Regions from separate parts of the Sus scrofa genome. Here region 2 is linked to region 1. The links are chromatin contacts, called in public HiChIP or PLAC-seq maps. All regions are on one chromosome and are shown on one strand. The core of a region is the stretch at or near the end of the contact, and the rest is flanking DNA. Distances in the headings are between cores, read along the strand shown. Region 1 holds the start of WDR62 (WD repeat domain 62). Region 2 holds the start of POLR2I (RNA polymerase II subunit I).

Region 1 (7,072 bases), core at 4,473-6,972:
AGGCATCTATGCTGAGAACTCTAGGGTGCTTAACAGAAGCCAACACTTCCTCTGTCAGGCTCTGGGCTAATAAAGATATACTGTGTACAATTTCTTAAAATCCTCACAAATGCCAGGTGAAGTCAGGAATCTTAGTCCCATTTCACAGATGATGAAACTGAAGCCCAGGAGTTCCCATTGTGGCACAGTGGTTACCAAATCTGACTAGGAACCATGAGGTTGCGGGTTCGATCCCTGGCTTTGCTTGGTGGGTTAAGGATCCAGCGTTGACGTGAGCTGTGGTGAAGGTCACAGACGTGGCTCGGATCCCGAGTTGCTGTGGCTCTGGCGTAGACCAGTGGCTATAGCTCCAATTAGACCCCTAGCCTGGGAACCTCCATATGCCGCGGGAAGCGGCCCTAGAAAAGGCAAAAAGACAAAAAACAAAAAACTGAAGCCCAGAGAGGGAAGTCCTTTGCCCAGGGCTCCCTAGCAGGTCAGGGACAGAGTGGGGCTATGACTCCACACCTGTCAGATTCAAGAGACCACCCTTGTCCTCTCTTCTGGCTGCTTCCCAAAGACTCAATAACAGATACCGGTTGTCAGGAATTTCTATGGCCCTGCCCTACCCTACAGGGGTGAGGGTCCCTCTGGTACCTAGAAGAGTGCCAGGCTAGACCAGTATTTATAGAACAAACAGGTACAGATGCCCTTCAGTTCTCTCAACTAACTACCCAAGAGAAGGGTAGCACGAGTTCTATTTAATAGATGCAGAGGCTCAGAGAGAAACGTACATGGTGGAGCTGGGACACGAACCCAGACTGCCTGACATCAACCATGGCTTGGATCTTAACCACCTGTCTTTGGCAGAATCTCTGCCCCCTCCCACCTGCAGTCACAATAAGACTTTTTCATGGCACTCACACATGCCAGGTACCGTTCTAGACACAGAGGGGCCGTGGAACCCTTCCTAAGCCCTCAGAAGGAAGCGGCATTATCTGCAATCTACAGTTGGAAGAGCTGAGGCCCAGGGAGGCTCACCAAAGACTTCAGGCTCTGAATTCGGGATCAGAGATTAGAGGCCGAGGCCCACCCACTCACTCACCCTGCCAGGTAGGCCACGTGGCCTGTGCCGGGGTCACAGGTTAGGCCACTGCTGTTCTGGGCTGTGATGCCAAGTACCTTCTCAAGTGATACCTGCAGGGAAAAGGCCGAAATCTGAAGCACCTGCCCCATCAGGCCCCACATGGCACAGCCACCTCCCACCCTGTTACTTCCATCACCTGCCCGGAGCTCCTAGAGGCATCTACTAGTGGCTAATGCTTGTTCTCCTCAATGCTGCTTTGACAAATATACTGCTGGGTGGAGGACACAGAAGGATGAGGAAGGTAGACAAAAAAAAGCCCCTGTCCTCTCGGAGCTCACATTCTGATGGTGACGGGATGGCAGACACAGAAAATGAACAGAACAAATAGGTAAAATAGATGTCAGGTAGGAGTGAAAAATGAAGCAGGGAAGGAGATCAAGAGGACAGAGGAAGTAGAGAAAGCCTCACTGAGGATGTGAGTAAGTCTTCAAGTATTTATACGGATGAAAGACTTGAGAGCCTGAAACAATCCAAGAAGAAGGCACTATCATCACACCTATTTTACAGATGAGGATGCTGAGGCACAAGGTACCACACCTGCTGAGTGGCAAGGTTGGGTAATACAAAGCCAGGCAGTCTCTGGCTTCAAAGCCAGCACTTTGTGCAGGGGAGACACAGCAGTGAGCAAAAGTGGGTACTGTCCATTCCACCACTAAATTCAGTCTAGAGGTTCAACGAGTAAAGAAAAAAGTGAATGATGACATTTAAAAATTTAAAACTCTCTAAGCAAAGTAAGCCAAATGAGCCAGTCCCCTTCACGCTTGATTAAACAACTTAGAGTAGGGACTAGTAGAACGGTGGTATTTTCATATTTTGAAGAGACTAATTTCTAAACATTATAAAGTAAACATTCTCTGGAGTTCCCGTGGTGGCGCAGTGGTTAACGAATCCGACTAGGAACCATGAGGTTGCGGGTTCGATCCCTGCCCTTGTTCAGTGGGTTAACGATCCGGCGTTGCCGTGAGCTGTGGTGTAGGTCGCAGACGCGGCTCGTATCCTGCGCTGCTGTGGCTCTGGCATAGGCCAGCAACTATAGCTCCGATTGGACCCCTAGCCTGGGAATCTCCATATGCCGCAGGAGCGGCCCAAGAAAAGGCAAAAAGACAAAAAAAAAAAACAACAACAACAACAAAAAAATTCTCAAGTGAGATGTTGGCCTCAGAAATGAGAGGCGGGGAGTTCCCGTCGTGGCGCAGTGGTTAACGAATCCGACTAGGAACCATGAGGTTGCGGGTTCGGTCCCTGCCCTTGCTCAGTGGGTTAACGATCCAGCGTTGCTGTGAGCTCTGGTGTAGGTTGCAGAAGCGGCTCGGATCCCGCGTTGCTGTGGCTCTGGAGTAGGCCGGTGGCTACAGCTCCAATTCGACCCCTAGCCTGGGAACCTCCATATGCCGCGGGAGCGGCCCAAAGAAATAGCAAAAAGACAAAAAAAATAAAATAAAATAAAATAAAAAAAGAAATGAGAGGCGGAGTCCTTGTCGTGGCACAGCAGAAGCGAATCCAACTAGGAACCATGAGGTTTCGGGTTTGATCCCTGGCCTCGCTCAGTGGGTTAAGGTTCCAGCGTTGCCGTGAACTGTGGTGTAGGTCGCAGATGCGGCTTAGATCTGCTGTTGCTGTGGCTGTGGTGTAGGCGGGCAGCTGCAGCTCCGATTCGACCCCTAGCCTGGGCACCTCCCTATGCCACAGGTGCGGCCCTAAAAAAACAAAAGACACACACACACACACACACACACACACACACATACAGAAATGAAAGACAAATATAGGATAGTAATAACAAATATTTTTTGAGCATTTAACCAGGAGCCAGGCATGTCTGAATACCTGCAACTGTATTCACTTATTTAAGGCTCACAATAATCCTGTGATATGGTCCTTATCATCATCTTCATCATCTCCACCTTATGGATAAAGAAAAAGAGGCCCTGAGAGGTAATCTGGAAAGAGCAGTGTCAGGACTAACCCATACAACCAGGGAGTGGCACTCACATTGTTTTTTATCTGTTAATCAGCACTACTGGGCATTAGCATGGCTAGTCATTTTTTTTTTTTTGGCCACACCTGCGGCATATGAAAGTTCTCAGGCCAGGGATCGAACTTGCACCACAACACAATCCAAGCCACTGCTGTGACAATGTGGAATCCTTAACCCGCTTCGTAGCTGGCAGAATTTTGCAAGCTGGTTGGATTCAACATCACAAACAAGAAAAATAAATGACACCAATCACCCAAAATTCACAGTCGTAAAAGTAGTAACTAACACCAACCCAGTACTTGCAACGTGCCATGTGTTTTCTTTTAAGTACTTAAGATACATGAGCTTATTTAATCCTCATAAATACCCTATAGGAACATTTATATTATTATTCTCATTTTACAGATGAGGAAACAGAGGCACAGAAAAATTCAGGAAAAGAAAGAGGAGTTCCCGTCGTGGCTCAGCGGTTAAGGAACCCAGCCAGCATCCATGAGGACATGGGTTCGATCCCTGGTCTTGAGCAGTGTGTTAAGGATCCGGCATTCCCATGAGCTGTGGTGTAGGTCACAGACTCGGCTTGGATCCTGGGTTGCTGCGGCTGTGATAAAGGTCAGCAGCTACAACTCCGACTGGACCCCTAGCCTTAGAATCTCCATATGCTGTGGGGTTAAGGTTAAAGCCTAGGCAGTCTGGGTCCAAAGGCAGTGCTCTGAACCACCTAGCTATCCTGCCTTTCTGAAACTACTACTGTGATTCCTCTCTTTATACACTTTAGAGCTCACAAAGCACTTTCATGAACATACAAGGTAAGAGTTATGAAGTACAGGGTGGTGGGATTAAGGTGGATATCTGCTTTAGGCTGGGGTTCAACAAGGCATCTGAGGGTAGGGATATTCAGGCTGAGACTCAAGGGACAGGAGCCAGCCAGGTAGGCTGCAGCAAAAAGCCCAGAGAGAGGACTCACCAAATACCAACGCTAGGAGGTGGAAAAGAGTTTGGAGCCTCAGGAAAACAGTAGGCAGGCCAGTGTGACTGAACCTCCATGAGAAGGAGGACAGGAAAATGTGGCCAAAGAGGGGGGCAGGGGCCACTTGCCCAACGCCTTGCAGCCAGGAGTGGGTGACAGAATTAGAGTGTAGCAGGAAGCCCTGTGGCAGGAACAAGGCCCACAAGCAGCTACCATGTATCGACCCTTTATCTGGACTTTGTGCCAAGTAGGTCATATGCGCAATTACAGTTCATCTCCCTGAAACATCATGGTTACTGTTATCTCCATTTTACAAAAACAGATTTTGCAACTCAAAGAGTTGGAGAACAATTTTTTTAAATTTCTTGTTTCTTTTCTTTTTCTTTTTTTTTTTTTTTTGTCTTTTTGCTATTTCTTTGGCCACTCCCGCGGCATATGGAGGTTCCCAGGCTAGGGGTCGAATCGGAGCTGTAGCCACTGGCCTACGCCAGATCCACAGCAACGCGGGATCCGAGCCGCGTTTGCAACCTACACCAGAGCTCACAGCAACGCTGGATCGTTAACCCACTGAGCAAGGGCAGGGACCGAACCCGCAACCTCATGGTTCCTAGTCGGATTCGTTAACCGCTGCGCCACGATGGGAACTCCAATTTTTTAAAATTTCTGCTGTGCTACTGGAATTTCTTCTACCTACTCTAAAATTTTGCTTCTGTGTTTCAGGATTTAGGGAGCTGTTCTATACCACAGTCCTCCTCAGCCCGCCCTGGAAGTGACGCCGTATCGCCATCTGTCCCTCAGAATTTACAAATATTACTCACATCGTCTCCATAATTTAGGGTGGCAACATGGATTAAGAATCCAATCTTGGTAAGGAAGAAGGAAAGAAAGCAGGCAGGAGGTTAGGGAAGGCAGGGTGGAGCTGAGGGAGAGCTGAAACAGGTAGGACTTGAGACTGAACCCTGGTAGACTCCCTAAAGATCTAGTGCAGGGTGAGGTCAAAAGTCGAAGGGCCCAGACAGGCGTCTAAAGGTGACTGAAGGGATAAGCAGGAGGAAGACAGGACTAGGAGGTGATTAGCAAAATTAAAATGCGCTCCAAGGGATAGGGCCTAGGAAGAACTCCGGGAATTTCTCCAAGGACTAAGGGTGGAACCAGGGGTTGAGAGGTGGGACTAGGAATAACAGGCAGTACCCGAGAAGGGGGAAGGGACAGTGGGAGGAGCCCTGGATGAGGGGGCGGGACTTAGGGGACAAGGCGGGCCAGAGAGCTGCTAGGGGATACCAGTTGGGGTCTGGTGGGTGGGGCCAAAGACCTAAGGCGGGGCCAAGGGAGACCCGGGGAACTGAAACTGGGATGTACAGGGCCAGCAGCTCCTCACCCGGTTCTGCACCGCGTCCTCTGGCGCCGCTGTGAGTCGCGTCCGCCGCCGTAGGCAGAGCGGTGGAGCAGGGGGCGGGGACGACTGGGCCCTCCGCGCCGGAACTCCCGCCATGATGGTTGGCAGCTTCTCGACTGCATCGTTCCGCACGTAGCCTCCGGTCCCCAAGGCCGCCATCGTCGCGCCAGGGCCGGGCGACCGTTACACGCCCAACTGCCGCCGCCGCCGCCGCCGCCGCAACCCACTCGAATAGCGAACCGCCGCGGGAAAGCCGGCGCTGCAGCCCATTGGACACGGCAAACCGTCCTCTGGCCAATCTCAGGGCTGCCGGGCGGAGCTTTTGACCAATGATAGCTAGGAGGCGGAGCGGAGGGTCTGATATGGGGTAGCCACGGTTTGTCAGCTGGATGCTTGAGCTGGCGCTGTGGAATATTTTAACCCTATCTGTGTTTTCATCATTCACAAAATACACAGGCTTTAACCTTTACGAGGCTACTACCAATCCTCACCTCGTTTTTTGCTGCCCTCCACCAGGGCGGCTATCCGCGCAGTGGCAGTCGCCCGGAAGTAAGCGTAGGGCGGAGCCGACAGAGACTGAAGAGCAGATTCAGAAACGCCGTGTCGCCACCTGTCCCTCAACAAATAAAGTCCGGGTGACTAAAAGCTGGCTTTGCGCAGACGTATTCTTTTCCCCATTTGCCACGTGACGAGGGCGTAGCTAGCTATGAGGCTGGGCGCGTAGTACGCAGGCGCTCCCCTTTCCTCCCACTACAACCCCCCGGCACGTGACCAGGCCCCAAGGGCCATCACGTGAGACAGGCGGAGAGCTGGCGGGCGGGCGGGGCAGGGTTCGGCGGCGCCTGGCGAGGACCAAAGTGCGTCTGCAGACCAGGCAAAACCCAATTGAGTTGGACAGCCATGCCCAGGTACTGCCGGGCTCCGAACTGCTCCAACACTGCGGGCCGATTGGGCGCAGATCACCGCCCGGTGAGCTTCTACAAGTGAGCGCAAGCGAGGGGCGGGGCTTAGGGAGGCGGGGTCCTGTGGGGGCGGTGCCGACGATAAATGCTGCAGTGTGGGGCACCGTCCAGCTTGCGGGCGTTTAAAAGCAGGGTTACCGGGCTCAAGAGACCTTATTCCCAGAGTTTCACTGGTAGTAAATACTACACATGCAAAGGTGCAGATGTGTGAACCAAGGGTAGATGATTAACTGCGGGTGGTGAACCGGACGAGCAGAAGAATGGGAGGGCGGTTTGTAGAGAGAAGTGAGATTGATCCAGACTCAGTAAAAGGCTGCAACTGCCCACTCGCCCTATCCCCGAATTTGAGGCGTCTCAAACTCAGAACGGCCAAAACCTACGGCATTATTTTGTATCTCTTAAGTCTCCCATTTCCTTTCCTGTCTTTCAGGCTAGAAACCCTTAGAATCATCCTTATTTCTTCACTTTTCTCACACTTGAGAAAATAAAAATTAGGTTAAACTGTAAAAAAAAAAAAAAGAAAAGAAAAAAAACCCTTGCCTTCTCTTTAATTTGGTTGGAATAACACACAGAAAAAGCCAGCTGAAGAATTAATAGGAAAAAATACTTCCTTTTTTTTTTTTTTGTCTTTTTGTCATTT
Region 2 (6,426 bases), core at 1,166-3,665, 63 kb before region 1:
TAGAGACAACCTCCTCCTTGCTCTCCCCACCCCTCTGTCCTCCACAGTCTGTTCCCTACATGTAGTCAGCGGGAGTCTGTGAACTCTGAGTGAGACCAGGACCCGCCTGGCTCCGAGTCCTCCCTTGGCTCCCACTTCCTTCCACAATAGAGGAGGTCACTCTTCAGCCCCTAGACCCACTGTGCTCCCTCCCACCTCGGAGTGTTTGCACAGGCTGTGCCCTCCTCCTGGAGCATCCTTTCCCTTCCTTCAGTTAACCTTCCTATTCTTCAGGTCTCTGCTCAAGTAGCACTTCCTCCAGGAAGTCCTCCTGGATCTCTGATGGGTCAGGCTCCCCAGTAAGGGTGTCCAAGCTCTGTGATCGCTTCCTTCATGGCCCTCATCTCACTGACTCTTCACATCTGTTCCTGTGACTATTCAGCTAACATCTACCTCACACACTGGAGAGAGCTAAAACAGAGACCTTCTCAGACTGGATTTACAGCCCTACCCCTGGTATAACACACATGCTCAGTAAACAGTTATGAATAAATGAAAGAGATAAACGAGAACTGGTACTCTGGGTACACTGACTTCTGGAGCCAGGCCGACTGAGGTAAAAATTCTAGCTAGAGTTTCTCCTCAGGAAAGTAACTTCCATCCTGAAGCTAAGTTTCAGGCTAAGCTAAGCTAAGAATTAATTATACCATTTTCCATGTCTTATTTACTGGATTCAATTCATCATTCAACAATGATTCACTGAGCATCCTTTCTGTACCAGGCACTGTTCCAGGTGCTGGAGGAAAATCCGCAGTATGGCACAGGGTGATCAGTGCAAAGGACAAAAACCAAATAAAGTGGGAAAGGAAAGGGAAGAGGTTTAAATTTTAAACTGAGGCAACAAAGCTCTCACACTTGGAAGGTGACATTTAAGTAAAGACTGGAAGGAAGGAGTTAGCCATGTGGGCACAGAAATAAGAACCGTTCGGGCACAGGGAACAGCACATGCAAAGTGCACCAGGGATGCTTGGATGTCTGAGGAGTTTTTGGGGGGAACACTGAGGACAGAGAGGATGATGTGAGCAGATGCATACAGAGGTCCTGCTTCCGGCTTCTCCCAACATGTGAGCCTCATGACTCACTCTGACCCCCCCTCACACTCTGTTCCCTCTGCCTGGCCTGCCCCTCCCACTCTCCTCTTAGGTTGCCCTTTCCTCATCCTTCAGGTCTCAGCTCAGGCATCCCTCCCTTCAGGAGGCCCCTTCTGATACCCCCAGGTGGAGTCAGGCACCTCTTCTGGCTGCCTCCAGTCCCCTGGGGTTTTCTCAGCCCAGTCCAGACCACTCTTGACTGCCAGTGTCTGGTGATGGGTCTGTCTCTCTCCCTGATGGACTGGGAGCTCCACGCGGTTAGGGCCTATTTTAGTTATCACATATAGCAAACCACAGCAAGCATCTGTTGAATAAGTAAATGAACAGAAGGGAGGGATCCCAGGTAGGGAGGCCTCACATGGATGCGACAGCCGTCATCTACAGGGTATGAGCCCAGCAGGGCATCCTCCTGATCCAGCTTGACATAGAACTTGTCGTCAGGTCCATACAGTTCCAATTCCATGCAGGAAGCAGGGCTGCCCACAACCAGCTGTAGTTTATCCTGTGGGAGGACAAATGGGGAGGCGGAGAAGAGGTGGAAGGTTGTCAGGGGCCCTGTCCTCTATCCTGAGGCTCTGCCCTTTGTGTCCATAACCAACACTCCTTCCCACCATATAGAAATACTCACATGGTATTATCCCTGGTTACCCCTGGCCCCACCCCCTCGGGCCCTGATCCTGAAACCTGTGACTTTCCCAGGCCCCGCGACCATCCTCTGTAAACTCAGGTTCCCTATGAACCCGCCCCGCTGAGGTTCATTCCCCAGCCTCTGCAACCTCGGTTTATCTCGGGCTTCCTCCCGGCACTGGGGAAGACCCTCCAGGTCTTCTTGGCCCCGCCCCTCCGAGCCCCGCCCCCAAGGCCACACCTTGAACTCTGCTACGGTGAGGCTGCGACTATACCGCTTCTGGGAGCGGAAGCTGTTGAGAGAGCTGCTGATGAAAACGGTCACCGTGGGCGCCGACAACCCCGTCACCTCCATCTCGCCGCGCCCTGAGGGGGCCCGCAGCCCGTTCAGCCGCCTAACACACGCTCCGCAGTCGCCGCCGCTTCTGGGATATCAGTCCCTCCCCCTGCTCTGCGACCTGGCCAATCCACGCTCTCCCGCCAGGAGGGTCGGCCAATCGCCGCATCTCTTCGCCGCCGCCAGGAGGAGGATTCTCCCTAGTCTTGGGCCCAGCCAATCCTGAAAGGTCTTCCACCCGGTACAGTTCTTCCAATAGGGGCACGGGAGACGGCCCGGCGGACGAAGGCCGAAGCCAGGAGGAAGGACTGGCAAGAGCTACTCCAGTCTGCGACGGGTAAACTCGCGCATGTGCATTGGCCTTCGGTCGGCAGAAAGCCATGGCTTCTTTATGCGTAGAGCTTTGGGTTATGTGACGCACTGTATTTCTGGCTCTCGTACCACACTATTCTGTAAACTGGGGAAGCGAAGCCCAGATGTTGGAAGCAATTATTCTAGGATATCAAGAGCTTGAAGCAAGTAATTAATCAAACCTCAGGGCAGAGAACCGAGCGTAAAGCCACTGGGAGCCAGTACTCGAGCGCAGCTCCGCCCCTCTTTTGGCGAAGCTACGAGGTCTGACCCTTCCCGCCACCTGTCGCGCAGCGGGGCAAGCGCGGAAGGCTGGGCGGGCAGCGCGCCGCTATGGAACCGGACGGGACCTACGAGCCAGGCTTCGTGGGTATTCGATTCTGCCAGGAATGGTGAGACACGGCCAGCATGTGTTGGAGGGGAGCAAGTAATGGTCCCAAGACTGACCTTTAACCGCCCCCCCCCCAGCAACAACATGCTTTACCCCAAGGAAGACAAGGAGAACCGCATTCTGCTTTACGCGGTGAGCGCGAGCCTATCCACCCGTTCCTAACGGGGTCCCGCCCTGCTCCCTGTACAGCCCCCCGTGGGGTCTGGTCTAGTTCCCGAACTACCCCCCGAGTGAACCCGACTCTTGTCCTGCCCATCCCCGAGGTGATCCTCGACTACACCCCATGATCCCAACCTCGAGATTCCATCCCCTCCGAGGAAGACCCTGCCCTCCCTTCCAGTCCCATCGGGGATCTCTCCGTAACCCCCTTCCCGCCACACTCTCCCTCCCGCAGTGCCGGAATTGTGATTACCAGCAGGAGGCTGACAACAGCTGCATCTACGTCAACAAAATCACACACGAAGTGGAGTGAGTGGCAGGACGGGAGCTCGGGGCCGGGGTTGTTGGCTCGGGAGGCTTGGTCTAAGCATAGTTATTCTCTTTTCTCTTCCATCAGCGAACTAACCCAGATCATCGCTGACGTGTCCCAGGACCCCACGTTGCCGCGGACTGAAGACCACCCATGCCAAAAGTGAGCATGCAGCCGGTATCGGGGAGGGAGGGTGGCTCGTGCTCACTGGGCAAAGGGAAGAGGGAAGGGTATGGCAGGCTCCGAGTGGCAGACTGTCCCCTCAGGTGCGGCCACAAGGAGGCGGTGTTCTTCCAGTCACACAGTGCCCGGGCCGAGGTGAGTGGCGCCAGAACAAGACTTTCAGGGTAACCTGGACCTGGGCCTTCCTGGGGTGGTGACGCTAATACTGGGGGGACCCTGCCCTTCCTGGCATCCTGAACTGGCCCTTTAGCTGTAGGAAAAGCCCCTGGTCTGTTCTTCTGAAGTGAGGCTCTTCTGGATGGAGTTTCCGTATTGTGCCCTCCCAGACCCTAACCGTCCATCCTTTCTGCCAGGACGCCATGCGCTTGTACTACGTGTGCACGGCCCCACACTGCGGCCACCGCTGGACCGAGTGAACCACCCTCCCCTCGTGTAATAAATGCTGTGTTCTGTGCGTGCATTTCCTGTGTTTATTTGCCTCTCGTGGGTTGGATGCGGGGTGCGCAGCCTCAAGCCGTGCGATGCAGGGCACGGTGCTGCGCATAGGCCTCGGGCCTCGAGCTGGTGAAGCCGCAGTCCTCGCACACATGCAGCTTCTCACGGCGCTCGCGGTAAGCGTAGCTGGCTGGCTGCCCGTGCACCTTGGCAAGATGCGCTTCCAGGGAGCAGCGCTGGGTAAATGCTTTCCCGCAAGCTCCGCAGCGGAATGGCCGGATCCCTGCGCAGATGGGCAGGAGGGAGAGAGGACAGATAGGGGAAGACCTCGGAACCCTCTGCTCTCTGTAAGCATTCCCGAATTCCTACTTCCAGTTCGCCAGCCACCTGCTGCCTCTGCCCAGCGCAAATGTGGGCCAGACACCTGTGTCCCCACCTCCCCTCACGGGGTGTGTTCCTTCCTCTGCAGGAGGACGGAGGCTTCCCCTTGCACCCTTCAGTCTGCGACCTGAATCCCGTCATCAATACCTGTTTTCACTCCATATCCCTCAGTAGCCCCCACCCCTTCCTTGTGGCTGAGAGCTGAAGTGGACCTGGTGGCTGAGTCCCCACCCCACAAACACAAGCACAGCTGGAAACTCCACATTCCATGCACCTCCCTTCATTTTGTCCCTTTTCTTCCCAAACCCTGCCATGGCTCACCAGTGTGAGTCCTCATGTGGCGCTTGAGGTCGAAGGCGTCGTGAAAGCCCTTGCCACAACAGCGGCACACGTGGCGGCGTGCAGGGCTGTGGCACTTGAGGTGCCGGGTCAGCATTCGCTGCAAAGGGAAGGCCTTGGGGCAGAGTGGGCATCCAAGTGTCCCAGGGCCCCTAGGAGCAGCAGTCAGAGTGCCCTGAGAAGGCTGTGGGAGGGACATGGGAGTTAGGACCCTGGCTCCTGCTCTGGAGCAAATGGAGCAGCTGGAGAACCAAGGAGGTCTGGGAAGGCCAGAGACTGCACTAGTGCGTGCAAATGCCACACCCTCCCTCCAAGGCCTTCCCTGACCACCCCACCCCCATCACCCTCACCTTGCTTTATGTTTCTCCATAGCTCATGCCGCCTTCCACAGTGATATGTATTTGTTTCTAATTTTGTTATCTATACCGGAAGCCCCACCACATTATAAGCTTCAGGAAGGAATGAATTTTTGTCTTACTCCTCAACACTTACTGCCTAGAACAGCCCTGACTCCCAATAAAAACTGAAATAATCTCCAGCACATTCACATTTCCTTCTTCCAGTGCGTGCCCTGCTGAGTCTCGCTTCTGAGAGGCCCAACCTCTTCCCCCAACCCCCATCCTGCTCCTGTCACCCTGTCTGATCCTCTGACATAAAGCAAATCACTACCCACATATTGGCTTGAGTCCCGTTCTGTCCCACAGAGCAGAGAATCCCTGGGGGCAGGGGCTGTGGCTGCCCACCCTGGAAAAATGATGCTTGGGATGCAGCCTAAAGTGAGCCCACTACTGAGAAAGGCAAGGCATTCCAGCAGAGAGGACAATGCGGGCAGAGGTCCTGAGGCCAGAGGGTGGGAGTAAGGGGCGGTTAGATTCTCTTGAGGCTGGAGCAGGCAGGGGTAAAATGGAGCAGGGTCTTGTGGGCCAGCTGCAGACTCACCGCTGCCCAAGAGTCCCCAAGGCCAGAAGACTGGTGTGCTGGTTGCCCTCCCTGGCTGCTGAGGTCTGAGGAGAGAAGCCAGATGGTGAGACTTTGTGTCTCCCTTGCCCCTCACCTCCAGGCCCAGTGAGGGGCCCACCTGGGACATAGGTGTCTCCCCGGAGCTGGTCAGGCAGGTGGCCCCAGTCGGGTGGCTGTGGACGTCGACTCCTGACCAGGAAGGCACGGGGCATCACCTCTGGGAATAGCAAGATGGCTCCACACACGGCTGCTTCCTCCACCTGCTGTCAGACCTCAGGCCCAGGATGACTATCCCAGGTGGCGAAGGGAGGGGGAACCACGGAGCCTCATTCTCTCCATGCAAATTCCGTGACAGGCCCAGGGAGCAGACTTAGCTGGCTCCTGTTACCTCTACCTTGGGCCCTGCTATTCCCCCCACTTCTCTGCCAGGATCCCGGGGACATTCTCCAACCTCTAGGGAAGATAAATGCGAGGGGCCCCCGGGAGGTCAAGCAAGGGCAAGACTGGAGCCTAGATGGCTCTTGGGGGTGGGAAGAGGGGAAACAGAGACCCCAGTGGGGCTGAGTGTCTTTCTTCCCCCAGTACCAGCAGGGCCAAGGACCTAAGGGTCTGTTTGCCAAGCAAATCAGTCACCACCGGACATTCAGCAGCCTGCTTGGTTATTCAAATCGCAGCAGCTGTCTGAGGGAGCAGGGGAGGGGTGACTGTGATTGCTTGCTCCAGAGGGTCCAATTGGCAAGATCAAAGTGAGGGTCCAGGCTGTGCATCTTCATGTAGGAAGCTCCAGCTCTCTGATCCTGAGAGACCCAGAGCTGACATTCAG

The links. HiChIP or PLAC-seq counts read pairs in DNA pulled down with a chosen protein or histone mark.
Region 2: an H3K27ac HiChIP or PLAC-seq map of alveolar macrophages shows a contact between it and region 1. The contact joins the promoter of POLR2I here to the promoter of WDR62 in region 1. A contact is called at or near these places in 2 of 5 promoter capture datasets (fetal liver and liver), 19 of 47 Hi-C or Micro-C datasets (blood, embryonic fibroblasts, fetal liver and 10 more) and 2 of 2 datasets of contacts at active chromatin or transcription factors (alveolar macrophages and skeletal muscle).

The regions. Positions count from the first base shown.
Region 1 is chr6:45,418,054-45,425,125 of Sscrofa11.1, reverse strand. It overlaps WDR62 (WD repeat domain 62), which reads right to left and starts at 5,722. Exons shown (of 32, transcript NM_001128461.1): 1 at 5,453-5,722; 2 at 1,085-1,176. The coding sequence starts at 5,629. It overlaps CLIP3 (CAP-Gly domain-containing linker protein 3), which reads left to right and starts at 6,260. Exons shown (of 17, transcript XM_021097159.1): 1 at 6,260-6,439. THAP8 (THAP domain-containing protein 8) reads left to right here and starts at 6,278. Exons shown (of 4, transcript XM_021097208.1): 1 at 6,278-6,453. The coding sequence starts at 6,371.
Region 2 is chr6:45,478,307-45,484,732 of Sscrofa11.1, reverse strand. POLR2I (RNA polymerase II subunit I) reads left to right here and starts at 2,415. Exons shown (of 6, transcript NM_001205404.1): 1 at 2,415-2,837; 2 at 2,914-2,968; 3 at 3,231-3,304; 4 at 3,393-3,467; 5 at 3,572-3,623; 6 at 3,842-3,948. The coding sequence starts at 2,779. The coding sequence ends at 3,904. It overlaps TBCB (tubulin folding cofactor B), which reads right to left and starts at 2,191. Exons shown (of 6, transcript NM_001205403.1): 1 at 1,999-2,191; 2 at 1,489-1,632. The coding sequence starts at 2,112. It overlaps OVOL3 (putative transcription factor ovo-like protein 3), which reads right to left. Exons shown (of 4, transcript XM_005664527.3): 1 at 5,722-6,426; 2 at 5,583-5,647; 3 at 4,626-4,827; 4 at 3,911-4,206. The coding sequence starts at 5,815. The coding sequence ends at 3,998.